Regions from separate parts of the Zea mays genome. Here region 1 is linked to region 2. Evidence: chromatin contacts called from public Hi-C data. All regions are on one chromosome and are shown on one strand. Each heading gives the region's core, a stretch centred on a gene start, on an enhancer-like site or on the middle of the called end of the contact. The rest is flanking DNA. Distances are from core to core; before and after follow the strand shown.

What was found. Hi-C and Micro-C count contacts between places; a contact is called where the count stands out from the background.
Region 1: a Hi-C map of ear shows a contact between it and region 2, with 1.9 times the contacts expected there. The contact joins the promoter of LOC103654242 here to the promoter of LOC103654238 in region 2. A contact is called at or near these places in 2 of 25 Hi-C or Micro-C datasets (ear and tassel).

Annotation. Positions count from the first base shown.
Region 1 is chr4:185,373,408-185,376,124 of Zm-B73-REFERENCE-NAM-5.0, reverse strand. LOC103654242 (7-deoxyloganetin glucosyltransferase) reads right to left here and starts at 1,323. Exons shown (of 2, transcript XM_008681071.4): 1 at 638-1,323; 2 at 1-506. The coding sequence starts at 1,151.
Region 2 is chr4:184,998,951-185,001,788 of Zm-B73-REFERENCE-NAM-5.0, reverse strand. It overlaps LOC103654238, which reads left to right and starts at 1,369. Exons shown (of 1, transcript XM_020552750.1): 1 at 1,369-2,838. The coding sequence starts at 1,784. The coding sequence ends at 2,596. LOC100192084 reads left to right here. Exons shown (of 10, transcript NM_001365512.1): 8 at 11-216; 9 at 444-568; 10 at 755-1,130. The coding sequence ends at 934.

The DNA of each region.
Region 1 (2,717 bases), core at 74-2,573, 370 kb before region 2:
GGCGGTCTCGCCGGACACGAGGTCCGGCCTGATGACCCACAGGAACGGCCGGCCGCAGCCCGCCAGGCCCCAGGCGAACTCGGCGAGCTGCGCGGCGGTCATCACCGTGATGCTGCCGAAGTTGACGTACACCACCGAGCCCGGCCGCTGCGTGTCCAACCACCGGAGGTAGCTCGTGTCCTCCTTCCAGAGGTTTCCGCCGATCGCGTCCAGCTCGCCTCCTGCCGCGGCGTTCGCGAACGCTGCGAGTGGGCCGACAGTGTACACGCGCGGGAACTCGCGGCGCAACGCGTCCACCACGTCCTGCTCCAGCGCGTCGTACGTGTTGAGGATGACCCCGCGGGCCCTGCGCGCGTTCTGCGCCTCGCCGCCGTCGAAGTTGAGCATCACGTCGTCTCGGTCTGTCGTCCTGATGAAGCTGGGGATGTCCTTCAGACGGATGTCCGGCATGCCGGGGATCCAGTCGATTGCCGTGTCCAGATACCCGTTCGTCAGGTCACTTTCGTCTAACACAGAGTGCACAACAAGAACAAGATGTCACATTTCAGTTCTCGGAGTGCGGCTAGTTGATTTCGGCAAATTATCATTGGTTTCAAATCAGATCCAGCAGGACTGATACCAAAACTTGTAGGAGTACCTTTCAGTGGCACGTAGCCTCGTCTGATGAGCTCGGCGAAGTGGAGGTAGCCCATGAAGCCGCACGCACTGGTGGTCCAGAAAACCAAGGCCAGGATTCCCATCTCCTCGGCGACCCTTTGCGCGAAGCTCATCACGCCGTCAGCTATGACGCAGCTCACCGGCGGGCTGCCCGGCATGGCGTTCAGCCTCGCCAGCAGGTCCCTGAACGGCGCGGCGCTGTGCGCGGTGGTGGACAGGCAGAGCGCGGCGATGTCCTGCGTGACGTCATCGTTGTCGGACTGCGGCAGGCCGTCGGGGACGGCCTCGAAGTGGAAGCCGTCGGTGCCGGCGAGGGAGTCCTGGCCGCGGGACCGGAGCAGGCGCCGGTGGTTGTACTCGGAGTTGACGTAGGTGACGCGGAACCCCCTAGCGTGCAACGCCTTGGCGAGGTGCAGCATCGGCGTGACGTGGCCCTGCGCCGGCTGCGGGATGAGCACGGCGTGCGGCCGCCGCTGCGCCTTTCCGGAGCTCATCGCTGCTGCGCCTGGAGGTGGCGAAGGCTGGATCGAGTGCTCGCAATCGCAGGTGATCCGGACTTGATGTTCTTGTTCCTGGACAGCAGGACTGCACGAGGTAGGTGTGCGTGACTGAGCCACTGAGAGCTCCGAAAGCGGCCGTGGACCGTGGTTGAGCAGGTTAGCCGTGAGGGCTAGTTTGGGTACTCTAGTAATGAAGTGGTTTGGAGGGATTGGAAAGTGTATAAATCCCTAATAGATCAAAAACTCCCATAATACATCTCAATCCACTCCAATCTCTTTCAATACTAGATTACCCAAACTAGACCTGACAGGGATGGCTGGACAACAACAGGCTGCTTTTCGTGGAGGTGGAGGCGTGGAGCTCGATGGGGTCGGCCGGCCGGCATTTTGGAATGAGACTCGGAGTAAAATAAAGGAGAAGTGGAGAAGTGATAAGACATGTCTGATGTATGCATGGTGTCCCTAGCAAATAGCGACCATCATTAGCAGGAAAAACTGACTAAGAATTAGCAAAAACAAATCAAAGAAGCTGCAGACTAATACTGAACAAAGTAGTAAACATTAGCATATTTTAGTAAGCAAGACTACTAGTAAGTACTAGGTACGATAAAATCCAAATAGGGATTAGTAGTTTTTTTTAAAAAAAAATAGTAGATCCGAGTGAATAGCAACATTATTACAGGCATGTTTGGTTGACATATATCTTTTCAAAGACTGCTGTAACTTGTGAGTCGCGTAGAAAAACTGATATAATAAGATGTGAGGAAGGTAAACATTGTTTGGTTGATAATTGTGGCTTTTAAAAATAGGTTTTTTAAATTGGTGCTCTTAGTTTTGGTGGTGTGCTCACCTATACTCTTAGTCGTGTTTTTGGTCAGCTGTGTTTTTCTGTTTTATAGCACTGGACTTTAAAAATCTGCTCTCAATTTATCTCATTTACATGCAGACCTGCACATCATCCATTTAATTTCCTTCCTTTCTTACCTACAGATTCCGCTTATCAGACTGACACCTTGGATCGTTTTCTACTAAGTCACGCTGAGAGCCTGAGACAGAGGCCTCGCCGTCGCCGGCCGCCGGGGCAAGGGCAGAGGAAAAAACGGTTCATCTGAATGCGGCCCATCCTTAGTTTTGGAGCAACGTCGGCTTATTTTAAGCTCACAAATTATTCAAGCCCAAACAGTTGGCACTGACGGCCTCGTTCGTTTCCATTTTGGCGCGGTCCAATCTTCTTGACAGCGGAATGATTGAACTTTTTGTAAGGACCACTATTGACCTGCCTCGAAGACAATATCGAATAGTGTACTCATATAGGCTTGCAACATGGTTGGAGTGATTCATAGGGCACCCGATCTCTAACCATCATCGACAACGACTAAAATCAATGGTTAGCTATAGACAGGGGCGAAACCAACTTAAAAAGTACACTGGTGCATACTCTATCAACATAAAGAAAAACATACAATTTAAAGAGAAACACATACCATATTTAAGACAAATATTAGCAAAATTTCATTTTACCCTAGTGACTGCGCACCAGGGAACTGCAAGGTGTCTTTT
Region 2 (2,838 bases), core at 120-2,619:
GTAATACCAGGAACCGCCTTGCAAGTGGTTTGAAAATAGCGCACCAACAGTTGGGTAACATCCAGTTAGTTTCTCAGTATTTGACAATACTGGGCACATTGGCGCTTCAGCTACATGACGCAGCACAGGCTAAAGAGATCCTGAAGTCTTCGTTGACCTTAGCTAAGACGCTATTTGATATTCCAACCCAAATCTGGATCTTGTCAGTATTTACAGGTAAGGCATTTAGGCTATGTGGATTTGTTCTCAAACCATGAAAACGATTTTGTAGTACACGGTCTCTTTTTCACTCACTGGCATGTTCTGAAAACAGAAGTTGATACAAAATGTTTTCTGCTTTTACGGCCTGGTTATTAGTCGTCATATTCATTTCTTTAGAGGTTGATGGCTTGATGCAAACTGTGTCTGATTTCAGAGTGTTTTATTTGTTTACAAACTATTAGAGTTATATCGTGAACTGGAAGAGAAGGAAAATGAAATGGAGAACTCTGAGTACGAAGGAAAGAAGGAAGACGATCTGCAGAGAAGACTTTCTGAAGCTTATTCTCATTCTTTTCACCATGAGCTGGTAAGTTAACAGTGGAGATTTGAAGTTAAGCCAGTTGCATACTTGCACCCACTCACAAAACTGTAAAGTTTTGCATAGTTGCATACTTGCAACCACTCAATTGCCCATCAAATCAAATATCAGTTCTCATTAAATCGAATACCCACAAGGCACATGCTGCAGTGTTTAACTGGAGTGCTCTTTCAGGTGGAAAAATCAAGAATCCAGCCGCTGCACATGTCAAGTAAGCAGCCAGAGATGGCTGTTCCATCAGCTAATGGTGATCTTGACATCCCAGAATCAGTGGGGCTTTCCGCTCCCCAGCCATTCCTCAAAAGACTTGTTGAGGCCGAGCCGATGAGGCGCAGTACCAGGAGGCGGCGGTAGTAATGAAACTAGTACTGTAATTAATAGCGTAGTGAATTTGTTGGTTAAGTGTTGTTATGACTTGTAACTTTTAGCAGTTTAGGTTTTTATTTTCTTTTGTTTGTTGTGTTGATTATGTGTATCTTGGTTTAGAATTTATAGATTTGGAGAACTGTTGGATTGACAACATTCTGAGTGGTAAAATACCAATTATTCCACTGTGTTGGGACGGCGTGTTACACCTGCATCTCCACCATCAGCACCTGAGGGTCTTCGTTCGGCTCGCGTGCAAGGGCGCCCAATTGTTGGATCCACAACAGTGATTGGGTGTGAGGCCTATGGGCCGGTGTGGCGTCGCGCGTGTGCGTGCAGCCCAGTTGCCACGGCGCGCATAAAAGCCACTGGCTTTTGTATGGAGCGACATCTAGAGAATTGTAAACAAACGATTCCTCGTATCTCTCGTCTTCCTCTCCAAGCATTCCCTTCTTCCTTCTTCCCCACTCAGGGCTTATTCGGTTATTCCCAATACACATAGATTGGATTGGATGAGATTAGAAAAAATTAAGAAGAAGTTTGACTTGTTTGGGATTCAAACCCATCTAATCCCTCTCAATCCACCTCTAACCGAACAGGGCCTCAGAGGGGTCCGATCCTCGTCCCTGTTCCACTCTGGATCCTGCAACCTCCTACCCCTACGACACTCGTCTTCGTCGCCAGCGCGCCACCATGAACATTGACTTCTAGCACCTGCTTGACGAAATGTCCAAGCGCTTCGGCGGCTAGGATGCGAAGTTGACACAACGCCTCTCCGACTATGACGTCAAGCAGCAGCAGCGCCTTCTAGATCGTGATCTGGAACTCGAGCGTCGTATGGCGGATCTCGATGCATGGATGGATGGCAAGTTGGCTTCGCTCTCCACGGCCTCCACGGCCAATGAGACGTGCTTGTCGCAGCTCGAGTCGGCTGTCATCTCCTTCGATGATTGGCGTCCTAGCATGGAGGGTTTCGTCGATGACATCCGTCTTCACGTCTCCAAGTTGTCCAAGCTCTACGAACGGTCGGCAGTGGAGCACCCGACCATCATGACTGGTGTGCTCGCTCTGGCTCCCTCTCCGGTCGCGCGCCCATCTGCTGCTGCCTCCACGGCCGCCCGACCCGACGGGCACTACCTGAATCCATCAATCCGGGATGATGGTTGCGGAGTTGTCACAACTCTCGATCATCACCCGACAAAGGGTGTGTCATCCCCATCTCACCCCCATGTGTTTGCCTCTCCTACTTTCCATCGTTCGAGATCCGAGTTTAGGGAACCTGTGGGTGGGAGTTTGGCTGGTTTATCTGATCATTTACCTAAAATGCCGTTTCCTACGTTCGATGGGGATCAACCCAAGTTATGGATCCGTAGATGTGAGGATTACTTTGATCTGTATAGTGTTGATCCAACGCGGTGGGTGAGGGTCTCATCTATGCATTTCACTACTGCTACATCTCGCTGGGTGCAAACTGTTCAGAGCCATCTTAGATCCTGTTCGTGGTCAGAGTTATGTGGTTGGGTTTTGGTTCGATTTGGCCGTGATCATCACGAATTGTTGATCCGTCAGTTGTTCCACATTCGGCAAACTTCATCGGTGTCTAAGTACATCGATAGTTTCTCCTCCCTTGTTGATCAATTGACAGCTTAAGGATCTCACACAGACCCCTTTATTTGACCATGCACTTTATTGATGGTTTGCGAGATGATATTAATAAGTCTGCTGTTTTGGTTCAACATCCATTTCTTGGGAATCTGCCTGCGTGTTGGCTCAATTGCAGGAGGAGGTGTTAGAGTACGGGAAGAGGCCACCGACCCGGCGACCTGATCCCTTCTAGATGACTTGGTTAGCACCACCAGCTCCTCTTCCACTTCCACCACCCCCGTGGAAAG